2 separate regions of the Bactrocera dorsalis genome follow, and region 1 is linked to region 2. Evidence: chromatin contacts called from public Hi-C data. All regions are on one chromosome and are shown on one strand. Each heading gives the region's core, a stretch centred on a gene start, on an enhancer-like site or on the middle of the called end of the contact. The rest is flanking DNA. Distances are from core to core; before and after follow the strand shown. Region 1 holds the start of LOC105225425 (hairy/enhancer-of-split related with YRPW motif protein). Region 2 holds the start of LOC105225409 (ornithine decarboxylase 1).

Region 1 (6,841 bases), core at 2,146-4,645, 38 kb after region 2:
TTAATTAATATAAAAGTGTTTTGTACTTTGGCGGGTTTTACTGGCCTTAAGTTAAAATAAATATAACTCTGAACGTCGGGTTTCAACCGGGTTAGAGAAAAATATAACTTGCATGTATGTATTAATGTATACATATGTATGTGTATTTGTATATAGATAGTTGGGCTTTGGGCTTGTTGTCACCACCTTTGTCAGCAAAGCCGACACTGGCACAAGCTTGGCTATAGCCAGGGGGTGGTTTGAGTCCAGATTTTTATTGGCGGCGTTACAATGAGCTTTGTGCAGGATTCGCTAAGCGGGACAAGGGTTCAGGATATGCCGGCACATGCAGGTCGCACGTTGGTCATGCGCTGCAAAATCAGTCGAACGCCGTTCGTACACACGATAAGTCACGTGTGGATCTAGCTCTAGCAATAATTAAACAAAAATAAATACATAGTTGGTTTTTATATAGGCATCAAGTTGACCACAAATTTATAACTCTAACCTGTTCATTCAAAATAATTGTGTATTGTCGACTTCTGCTACGAAAATGGAACATAATCTTCATAACAATACACCTGTTCATTGGGGCTACGGAGCGGCTCCCGTGGCGAGTACGCCGCACAGTCACTGGGCTCCGCCACCGCAAAGTCATAGCTTGAAACGCGCATTATCCGAAAGTGATTGTGATGAACTCTACTCTGAGGAATCCTCGAAAGAGCAGTAAGTAACTCTCTTTTCAATTGATAAAAAGAAGCTAACACTTTCTTCTTCTGAAAATCTAGAGTTTCTCCCAGCGAAACTGGAAGTTGTCAGTTATTGACACGTAAGAAAAGGCGAGGTGTTATTGAGAAGAAGCGACGGGATCGCATAAATTCTTCACTCACTGAGTTGAAACGTCTCGTGCCAACGGCTTATGAAAAGCAAGGTTCTGCTAAATTGGAGAAAGCTGAAATCTTACAATTAACCGTGGAACATTTGAAAAATCTGCAAACAAAAGGTAAATTAATTGAATTGCACTCATATAAGCTCCTTTAGTGAACATACAATCGTACATACACTATTGTCACATGGATATTCGCATGCGCATGCTGGATGTGCGTAGAAAGCAGAAATATGTTAAAATACAACTTGTTGAAACGAGGATTTCATTTGAAATTGAAGGTGTTTTATGAGAAAATAAAAGTTTTGTGAAGTGCAAAAACAAATTTCTATTGAAAGTAACAAGAATCTAGGTGTCTGTATTTGTGACTAAATTGAATAAAAATTGATATGTGAAAATAATCAAGCGTTTGCTAACGGAAATCTTCAAACCCAACGATTCGTCCAAAATCTAAGTGATATAACGAAAAATTTAATCTTAATGAAATAATTGATCCACTATTAATTGTTATCGTTTATGATTTTTAAATAATACAATATAGAAAATTCATTCAGTAATACCACTGCAGTAATGTCCCAGGGATTATGCCAGAACTTGTGCAAAACGGATAAGAAGTGATACACATACACACATAAATTTTGATAAAATTTAAACTACATTTACGCTCAAATAAACAGTTTGTTATAGTATGAAGTCTGATTTGCTTAATTATAAGCTCATATGTACATATCTTCTTCTTCTTTATTGGGGTTATAGCCGAGTTTACAGTTTTATCACTTTTTCGAGATGCTGTCTCATATGTTGTAATTAACGTTTTTTTGGTTGTCTGTAGTTTCAGTAGCAATCAAATATAAGTATATCGCTAAAATTAAAAAAAAATAATAATTAGTTGAAAATTTGAAGAATTTTTCTTTGAATTTTTTTAGTAACTATACATCCACTTTAGGATAACTAAAAAGGAAATAATGCTTATATAAAAAGAAATGATAATTTGTTCTTAACCCTTAAACGTCTGGAATTTCCTCCACGAACTACTACTTTTTTGAAAAATTTTCATGAATGAACATGCATTTTTAAATATTTTTTACATCACGTCGCATGTTGCTTTGATATATCCGTTATATTTTAGTTCAGTCGCCACTTGTGAGTGAGCTTTGCAGTCATTTACGTTTTGACTTGAGTTAAGAGTGCTTTGAAAAAATAATTTCAAGGAAAATTTTATATTTTCAAGTAACTATTGTAAAATTGATAATAAATAATTGGTGCTGAAAATTTGAAATCTTCATCGTTATTACAATTTAGTTTGATGTAAGTGTTGATAAAAAGTTTACAAATTTAAATTTAAATTTTATGAAATAGAACTTAAACTTTCCCTTGAGGACCCATCAGGTGCATGGAGGAACCGCCGGGCGTTTAATTTCACTAAATCAAAGAAAACCTCTAAAATACAGACGATAATAATTTGTTTATCATTTCATTTCATTTATTAAAAGTTTCTTGACAAACTTTTTTAAATTTTTATTTTAGTTAAAAACCTTTAATATTTACCTACTGCCTACAAGTGAAAGCATTTTTGGGGGGCACTCATAAACTCCGTTATGTCAATTATATGCCTAAACCGTACGCGTGAATTCGGTTTTACCAGTTTTCCCACCAAAAAAGGATTTCCCACGCTTTCAATTTATCATTTTAATCCGCCAGCCCAACTATCCCATAAACCACCACCACCTTGGTGCCATTAGTAGGATCAGCAGTCAATTGCCTACAGCAAAGGGAATTCTATGCAACTTAGCAAGTGCCTTTGTCGCGCTATTAATTCACCCGTAATGCAAATAATTCTGTATATTCCATCAACTATGAGCATACATACAGACATTACCGAGACACCACGCTAGCATAAACTCACCCTCTCACAGGGCAAAGGGGTTACACTAGGGCTATGAAATATGCTCTGTTGTGGGAATAAAAATAATGATAGTTTTTATTTAGTATTTAACATGTGAACAATGTGTGTATTTAAGTATGTACGAGTGTGTAACTTAGTGAGCGTATTGATTCACAAAGCCAGTGCAATTGTTTGCATACATGACTGACTTTAATGACTTATTTATAACCGCATTTATTTATGTTTGCAGGTATTGAATCGTTCAGCTATGATCCTCAACGCTTCGCCATGGATTACCATATTATCGGCTTTCGAGAGTGCGCTGCCGAGGTAGCGCGCTACTTAGTGACCATAGAGGGTATGGATATTCAGGACCCACTTCGCCTACGCCTCATGTCGCATTTGCAGTATTTCGTGCAACAGCGTGAATTGTCGGCCAAGAGTTGTGCCAGTCCCGGCGGCTGGACTTCGGCGTCCGCATCCAGTGGTTATCAGACAAACTGTAGTGCAGCACCTTACCAACCTTACCCAGGCACACCTACTGCTCATCCCGGCCTCAATCCCACGTATATGCCCACACCAATACATGCCTATCCCACACTGAGCACCTCGCCAAGCAGCACTACGCACCTTCAGCCGCATCCGCACCACCTTCAACAACACAGCACACAACAGCAACAGCTGCAGCAGCAAGCGGCGCCTGGACAGGTTAACCGAGCTTCTTCGGCCAATGGAACAGTGTCAAGTGAAACGATGCCTATCATAAGTCACGCAACCAATCAGCCAAATCAACAACAACAGCAGCAGCAATCACTCTCAACGCATCAAACACAGACAGCGTCGTCACAGTTGCAGCAAACACCTGTGTCGCACGAATCACATCTTCAGCAGCAACCACAACAGCCACCACCACCGCAAGCGCAGCCGCAGCCTCAACACTACACGCAAGAACACACGCACACCGATCAACAAGGCGTCACTTATGCGGACTTATCCAACTCCCAGGTTCACATTGATCATCGCAATCCCACTGCGGCCATTGCCGCAACTGGTCTGAACTACCCTGGCTCCACACATTATCCGGTTGCAGCTGCACAGGAGTACAATTCGAATTACGTGGCCGCGAACGGTTCCAAGCCATATCGACCATGGGGTGCCGAAATGGCCTATTAACGGCCATATGCAAATGTATAACAATAACTTCGGTTAACTGTTGTTGAAAAAACGCAGTAATGATATTCATAACCTAGTCACGAAAGATAAAAAATGCAAGTCCAACTTACCTAATTTATTTGTAGAAATTATGAAATAAGGAAAATATAATGTTAACATTTTCTAACTATTGTATATGTATGTGAAATCTACTTACATATACATATGTATGCATACAGTGATCCAACGTGTACAAATATTCACTTTAGGGATTTTCCGGGAAATAGGATTAAATAAATTTAAGCTTTAATATACATTTGGTAAACGTGAGAATATGTATGGTAAATATATTTTTATACAAAGTTATTGTAGATATACTTGTACAAATAGTATTAGCGTTCTTATTACTTTTAAAACACGAATATTGTATAGATATTAAAAAAATGATTTTAAATATAAATAAACAAACCGTGAGTAAATATCATTAATAACTTCATCTCTGAATCTGGATGTACCGATTAAAGAAATATTCAAATTTTACACAATTTGTATAGCGCGATTGATTATTTTTTGCTCAAAGGAGGTTTCAATAGCGCGAAACAGACGATTCTATTGAGGTCTGAGGACAGGAAAAACTGGTTGGAGGCCAGATCCACTTGTCGATCATTGTTTAATGCGTTTTTTATTTCCGTTTTTGTATGAAATTTCCGCAAATAGTGTCAATCACCACTACCTCGTTTACCCGGTAACTGGTGAAATAGTACCTTATATTAGGCTCTAAAAGGAGTAATCACAAAGTAAGATTCTAAGGATAGGTAAAAAGAGTACTTACATCACACCTTATCTAAGGGTCGGTAAAAAGAATATCCATGCTAAAGGTACTTATGTCCGAGAAATCACTAATTATAATCATGAAAAAATAACACTTACGCCAGTTAAATTTAATTTTTATTTTATTTTTAATATTTTTCTTGCTGAGGATACCATAACTCAGATTATTCCAAAAAGTTTTTTTCCGACTCTATTTAAATTTTATTGTAGCTGCAGTTTTTAAAGTAGCGCTTCTTCCACGAACAAATTAATGCATCTGGGAATAAGAAAGATAAGAAAAGTTTGAAATTAATGTTGTTTGTTGATTAAAATAAGTTCATTTAAATTGCAATTAAAGCGACTAGAATAATTGTTTAATCAATTGATCAATCGATAAAAAAAAAAACAATTTAGAGATGCCCAACGAGTTGCAATGAACTTGACAATACCTACCAATCATAACACCAACAAATTTATTTGATTTTTCACGGCAGCTCTCCCTTGAATACCATGGCCTATAATCCAAAACCATTGGATTAGTCATAATATTGTTAAAGATTTTTAAAATTTACCCTTTGACGGTAAGGCTTTTTATTGCCTTCCTGAACAAAATAAATAAGAATTTTTATTAAAAGAACAATTTTGATAAGGTTTGTAAGTTATATGGGGTCTTTAACAAGTTCACACCCGATTTTATCCATTTTAGGCACAAAGAATCGCCGTTTTTAAAAAAACATGTTCTCTCAATTTGATTAAAATAACTAACATATTTGCCCGATATATGCGGTATAAAGTCAACTAGAATTTCGAAAATCTTTATATTATGTAGCTGGAGGCTAAAGAAATTATTGATCCAATTCAACACTTTTTTCACATACAGGCATTCTGAAAGTATTCTTTTCAAATTTAAATAACATATCCACAGATTGACTGATATTTTCGATAAAATGTTCGCAATTGAATGTTTGATACACATATTCGTTAACTGTGGACTTGAATAGTTTAGGTCGGATTTGGACAATTTTTGGTGGTCATCTTTAAGTTCGAATTGCATTTTGGGATATGAATGTCCAATGGAACTTAAAATTGGATTATAAGGGAAGTAGACGTGGTTTTGGTCCATAGTAGTTTGTTTTCGCTCTAGAACATAAGAACGTCAAGATAATACCATATACCAAATACGGTCGATGTCGATCGATTGTGGTCTGAAATATGGGTTTTTACCGAAATCGTCCAATTTTGACCTCGGCTCCTATAAAACCTTCTAGTACCATCTGGAATGTAAAATTTAATGCCTCTGATGTATTTATTTATTGATTTATCGCACTTTTAGTAGTTCTTATCAAAATCGATATGTGGGAATCGTGGGGTTATCACCCTTTTTAAGTGTTGTCGGTTAAGGTGCTTAAGAGACCTGTTCTGAGCAAATTGACTTATCGTTTAATAACATTTTGTAGGAATAGCAGTGAACAGATGACACCTATCTACGAACTCGTCCTCATTCCTTTGCTAAGGAGCATCATCCGTATCAAGTTTCATTAAGATATTTAAATTTTTACTCAAGCTATCACTTGCACAGACGAACACTTATAACCCTATATTTAACTCGATAATTTTTAGGCGATACAAACAAGCTTTAGGTGAACAAAACTATCAGACTCCGTAGCAACATGTTGCAAGAGATTAATAAACGGTTCTTGCTTTATAATTGTTTTTGTAAATTCAGGAACGGTACATTGAAGATGTGTAAACAAACAGCGTTCGAAGTTTTGTTTTCAATTTCACCTGCGCTCTTTCTACAAAATTACAAAAACAAATGCGTTGCTTGACTGTTACATGCGTTCATGCGTGTACATTTTTTCACTAGGTGGTTCCGCGTTCTGTGGAGGATGGAGTCATGTGTAGAAGTTCACGCAAGTGAGGAAAGTTCTCTGATCGCCATTCACTTGGGAGTGGCCAGAAACGATTCTTTTACATATGACTCAAGCAGCTCACGACTTCCGGTCTTTGACCAAGTATCCTCTGGGTAGCCTAAGAACATCCGTTTGAAGGCGAGCTAAAGTGAGAAGGCGAAACATCCCCTGCATAGGGTTGTGCGCTGGAGTCCCAAACCCCACCACATAAAAAAC
Region 2 (6,379 bases), core at 1,864-4,363:
TACATTTTCACATCCACCTTTTTACCGGCTCGCACTTCTCGCTTGGCGTGAATCTTACAAACCAGGGTGTAGGCCGAAGCTACGAAAAAGCGACCAGGCTCGGCAATTATTTCAACCTTTTCGTCTGGGAAATATTTATTCAAAGACATGTTGACAATTTCCGCAATCTTGAAAATAAAAATGCATTAGTATTAATAAGGAATTGAAAAATAATGATAATGTCTAGCGCTTAGTCGCGGCAGTTGTAGTTATCGGCACTCACAGCAGCAAATTTATTATCGTCAGCCCCTGGGAATCCACCGCCAATGTCCAACAACTTCATGTCGAAACCAAGCAATTCTCCGAATTTGAACAAATTCTTTGCTGTAGCAATGGCACGGTTATAGGCCGGATATTCACTGCAACCGGAGCCAACGTGAAAACTGGTTCCTATCACCTGGTGTATTCGATATTAATTTTTGATTGGTATGGTTTTGTTTAAATTTTATACTCACGGAAAGCCCCAAGCTTTTTGCGAGGAGCATCAATGCCGCAGCATCTTCTTCAGCATTACACCCGAATTTATCGCCCAGTGGGCATTGTGCTACTTTGGCCTCACACCGAAAACGTATCACCAAACTTAAAATAAAATTGCTAGGCAGTTAGAAAATTCGTAAAATACTGAGGTGGTATTTAAGGCTATTTGATTTTATCTAAATATTTCAAGTTTATTGGGTAAACAGTGCGTTAAATTTTCTTTCTTGACTATTATTGAATCAAAAAAATAAGGAGGAAGTTTGTAAAACTATAGAGGGAAATACAGGGACTAGTTTAAATTAAAAGTATTATTAAAAAGTTGAGTTGAAAATCTTCGCAGAGCATAACCTAAATTGAAGCCTACACAAATTAAATTATGTTTACTTAAACTTTCCACAGAATCTGCAATATTATTTATTATATTGAGTCTATAACTATATTCGTACAGTTTACCAAGGGATGACGTAACTTGATTATTATTCTATTGTTCCAACATTCGGAAGATGACTTGGAAAGCGAATGCCTTAAAACATTCTTTACAGTATATGCTATTCATTTGAACCGTCAACAGCATTTTTAATGATAAACCCATACTCAACTAAAAAGATAAAAAGTTCCATATTGACGTAAGATTAGGTGAGGTTTCGAGAACCACAATTGAACTGTTGAACCACCGAACCTTTGTGGTGTCAAGAACTCCTAGATATGGATTCAAAGACGTGAGTCTCTTCTTCTCAAAGTTGTTATCCATTATCCAAGTTATTTGATACAAAAACAAAAAGTATGACATTGTTATTCATTGTGTAAGTATAAAAGAGAAATAATTAATAAAAATCCAAAGTGTATTAAAAGCTTTGTTAAAACCATTGACGTTATGCGCATTTACCAAGTTCTACAAATTCTAAGCCAATTTTGAAAGCATCGTGTACTTTAGAAAAACGTTTTTATTTTTGAAATTCTCGAAAAGGTTTGACCTTGCATTTCCGGGACGTCCGTTGAAAGAAAAGAAAATACGATTTTAATACTTAAAATTTAGCTCGCCGGAGATTGGATGCTACGATCTTTGTAATGGAAGTCAGTCACTGACCCATCTGTGTGAAGATATACATATGTACTTGTATGTATGAGCAACAAATAAGCTAGAAAACTAAAGTGTTCGTACGAGTTTTAGGATTTTTGAGAAGTGTGCGTACTTGCGTATCTCACTAACTGTTCAATCAACTTCGGCCGTGTTCTTTATAATTAATACTGTAAGTATATGATTAATATGTAGAAATATTTTCCTCAAACATATCATAATCATATTGTTTATAGACATATTTTTTCTCATATAAGTAGACATCAGACTTATTGCCTTACTTTGATTCCGGATAGTGCTCAAAAATTTTATAGATCTCGAATTCAGTGTCCACAGTGCTTGCCATAATATTTTTCTCTTTAGCATACTGGAGGTGACTCGGTGGCTTGCAAGGATTGGCAAATATGATGTCTTCAGATTTGGCACCCGCTTCCAGGGCCTATGTCAAATCTTTTTAATATGTTTATTTAGTTAATCGACATTTACTTACAAGTTTTATTTCATTTTTGGAAGCGCAGTCAAACCCGGCTCCCAAATCAGCTAGCTCCTTCACAATCAACGCATCGTCATTGCACTTAACAGCTGCAAAACAAAAATGAAGATGTGTCTTTGGCTCTTGACATTTTCAAGTAAAGAAATAAGCAACTTTCGACAATATTTTGTATCTTTTGTTTTAAGGCACCTGCCATAGTTTGGAAACAGTTCAATGATGAGTGTAGAAGTTTCAAAAATAATATAATAATAATAATTGCTGCTTAAGAACCTTAATTTTATGTGAAAAAGGCTTTATCCAAATGATATTAAAGCGTTTTTCACAAGCAATCAATGAGAAATCTAGAAAAAATGTTTTTAAAACTAAAAACTTTCAAATACTTAAGCTATAAAGAACATGGTACTTTCGCTATAGGCAATTTATATGATAGTTTAGGTTGACTTGGTTCTTAGTGGTATTTAAAGATACTGTGACCAACTTATTCCAAACTAGACCGCATGTAAATTTTACCCAGACATATGATTTTAACTGAAGCCACTTAAATTTGAAATTTACATATGGAATTATAGCTATTACATACATATGTATGTATGTATGTATGAATTTTTATGTACAAAATTGTGATATTTTACCCTAAAAATATATGCATATGTTTGCCTATTTTTATTAAATTACACAGTCGCTGCTAAACATGTAGTATTATTAAGTATTATTTGTTGAACATTATTCGTAATCAGTTGTACATATACATACATACATGTACATATCTATTAGATCAAAATTCCATTGCTTAGCTCACCATAATAAGGTTTGACACGCGGCATATGTTTAATCCAAGTTTTATACTTTTGGGAGAGAGTAGAAAGATCGCAGATATTTAACGCCTCTTCCATTTCTTCAACGTCAACTTCTTTAACGACTCCTTTAAGGTCTAAAACTCCCTCGTATGTGTTTATTTCCCCGAATTTGTACATGACTGCTGCGTTAAGTCTAAACAACGCAAAATATGAACGCGAACTGATTAAACCTAGAAATTCAAAATTAGAAACACGCGTTCTTATCACTTAAATATTTTCAATATTGAAGACGCATATATTAGTAAATATACCTATATGTATTTAATAACGAATGCATTCCCAATAGGAAATGTATAAGAATGCTAACAAAGGTAATTGCATTTCTTTCCGTGGTTATACACTTAGCAGAGTACATTAAGTGTGCGAAGTTTGTAACACCTAAAAGGAAACGTCGGAAACTTTATAATGTATAATGACGAGCTGAATCGTTTTAGCTATGCCTATCTGAACATACACGAACTAGTCCCTCAGTTTTAGAGATACAGATCAGAAATATTGCGAATGTCCTTTTTTCATAAAGAAGTTTTTGATTTGTCGACCACTTTAGAATTTAGATGCTATTCAAACTGACCGATCAAAATCAAGTCCAATCCGAAATACATACATATTTTTTTAACGGACCACTGTAGCATATAGCGATCGAAATCAAGATCATGATCTTCCAAGACGACCTATTTTCCTTATTAAGTAATCTTAATTATGATTGAGCTTATGCGATTGTAAGTAAAACATCGGAAACCAATGGAGATAAATATGGACTGTCCATATCGTCACCTGAAATGCAAAATAACGTATCATCAAAAAAATCGAAATTGAGTGTCTTATTGATTACGCTTCACTACTTCAAATTATATACATAATATTACATATGTTCAACATTTTCTGGTTCTGCGGTCATATATAAACCAGTCTTAACCAATATTAATATTTTGTTTCACTCATGTTCGCTTTTATTTCGTGTTTCATTCATGCCACTGCAAATTTCTGAAAATGTTGTTACGTTATTTTGCATTTCAGGTGACGATAGGGGTTTCACATAGTCTGATAAAGTTATAAGCTATAACGATCCGAAAACATAGCGTTCAGAATTGTATTTGCGTAAAGTTATTTTAGTATGCAATTCAACAACAAAGTTGTTGTATAATAAGTATAAACATATGTGTAATAAAGCGGTGCGACTTTTTATTCTATAAAATAATTTTTCTGCAAACTTATCTTAGAGAATATGGATCTAAAAATTTGTTCAGGAAAAATCTTTTCGTACAATGGAAGTAGCACCACCCACATTTAGGTGAAAACCTATATTGGCAACCTTTGCCAATATCAATTAAATTGTGGGCTGGGTTGAAATTCGAAAAGAGTATATCCATGACAACTATGTGTAAAATCTGCTCAATACTTCCACTTGCCCCCATTTACCTAATATAAGAATTTTCGAACTTCCGCTTGACTTTATACCACATAGTGGTCAATATTTGAGTTATCTTAACGAAGTAAAATTGGGTCAATACGAGGTATGTTCAAAAACTAACGGGAATTTTCATTTTTGTCAAAAAATATTTATCCATTTGTCTATATTAATGTCGTCGCTTTCAAAATCTTGAAAAATTACGGACCTTTATATTATATTTATTTTTGGAAATACCATATGGAGGCTGGGTCATCGTTATAGTATTGGTTCTGGCCAAGAATTCATAAGCAAATTACGAGTATATGATCCGAAACGAAAATCACCAAGCTCATAAAAACACGTCAAACCTTAGCGGCTGCTACAGCAAAGTTAGTAATGAATACAGCTGAAAATTGTATCGTACTTCAGTAGCATGTATCATATGTATATAAAAATAATAAAAAAAAACTTAACGATTGGACACTCCAACACATCCGTTACTATCCGTGGGCCCTAATTACCTAAATTTGGAAATATCAATCAATTTGCAACCAAAAACATTCAAATACATTATCAAACAGGTTATGGAAGTGGAGCTCATTATGATTACAATACAGTTGTGAATGAGATATGCCAGATCGAATTCGCAAATATTCATTGAATTATCTAATTTCGTTAAATGTTTGGAGTAGCAAATGAGAGTAAAACTCAGTGTTATAAATGTTTTAAACTTATACATCTATATTTACATACATTCATGCATATTACATAAATAAATATAATAATAGCCAGAAATTCTAAAAATAATTTCCTGAACTTACTAAGTTAGGAAGCTTAAAAACGAGTGTTTCTCGAGTATTTTCGTTGTGGCAAAGCAGTTTCTTCTTCCTCACGTTATTATGATCCGGACCTTTTTGCGCCTGCGCTGCAACCAAATCATATAAATATGTATGTATACATATGTGTGTTATGCGAGTCTGTCAATGAAGCACAGTGACCATTATGTGTCAGTGAAGTCCCTTTTTAACAGCTTTTCTCACCCACAGCACCATGCATTTGTGCGTGCCAAAATGTCACCGACGGCATACGACTACGCAATGGCCTCAGTGGCACCAATCGTTTACAGACGGCAGCATTAGTAAATATTTGCTCAGACTTTGCGGTTACCAGCAGGCCAATCGTTAAGTCGTAATTGGAATTTCGGAATATTTTCACATTTTCCTTGACATTCATGGCTCCTTGTCGACGCCTAGTGCTTTCTTAGTCTGATACACTCAGACCACGAGGTTTAACAAAGTGCAACAGAATCCAGATTTTACTAGGATACGAGAAGATATGAAGACTTGGAAGTATGTATGACAGATGTTTGCTGGAATGTTCTTGTTGCATACTGTCGATTAACCTGAGGATATCCAAGAATGGCACAGTTACTGAAAATAACAAAAAAGTCGTGTTTGAAGGTGAGTAATTATACAATAGTTCGGTTGGTTGGAAAGTTTGGTGTCTGTGAAAAAATCAATAATAGAAAAGCAGCGAAAACGAAAACAAAACTTTCAGGATGAGAAATAATGATTCGGGTGGACGTCTGTTCTTTAGTATCCTACTGAACACCTGTGTGTAGGTTAGCACGTGATTGCATGTGTTATTTGTAATGAATGTGAAAGTCTCACGTGTAATGTAGTAAAATGTAGTAAACAATGAATTTGCGTGCGCGCCTTGACCGCAAACACAAATCAATAAAAATAACAAGAGTAAAAAAAATAGCGTAAATTAAAAACGATAAGTAAAATTGAAACATAGCTTGTCTTGCCTAATCCCCGCTTACACAATAAATTTAAACGTTTTTTGAACTTTTCAGAAAATTGTAATAAATTAATTTTCAAGTTTAAATGATTATATAATAACAAAAACATTTGGAAGAGTTAAGTGCAAGCGGAACCAAACATTAAGCTTTGACATACCCATTAATGTCCTTCGTGGTTACAAAGTGCTGCTACAATAGCTCCCCTAACTACAAAGGTTAAATTGACCTGAGGGCTTAAAAC

The links. A called contact is a pair of places that touch in the nucleus more often than the background predicts.
Region 1: a contact with region 2 is called in a Hi-C map of whole body, with 2.9 times the contacts expected there. The contact joins the enhancer-like site here to the promoter of LOC105225409 in region 2. A contact is called at or near these places in 2 of 2 Hi-C or Micro-C datasets (both in whole body).

What each region holds. Positions count from the first base shown.
Region 1 is chr3:53,066,131-53,072,971 of ASM2337382v1, forward strand. LOC105225425 (hairy/enhancer-of-split related with YRPW motif protein) reads left to right here and starts at 363. Exons shown (of 3, transcript XM_011203876.3): 1 at 363-705; 2 at 768-982; 3 at 3,001-4,730. The coding sequence starts at 533. The coding sequence ends at 3,923. Within about 2 kb of position 3,396, the one cell type or tissue checked has open chromatin away from gene starts, as enhancers often do.
Region 2 is chr3:53,028,076-53,034,454 of ASM2337382v1, forward strand. LOC105225409 (ornithine decarboxylase 1) reads right to left here and starts at 3,114. Exons shown (of 8, transcript XM_011203848.4): 1 at 2,887-3,114; 2 at 2,085-2,176; 3 at 1,876-2,033; 4 at 495-618; 5 at 263-436; 6 at 1-167. The coding sequence starts at 3,061. It overlaps LOC105225408 (hypothetical protein), which reads left to right and starts at 5,209. Exons shown (of 2, transcript XM_011203845.4): 1 at 5,209-5,794. The coding sequence starts at 5,753.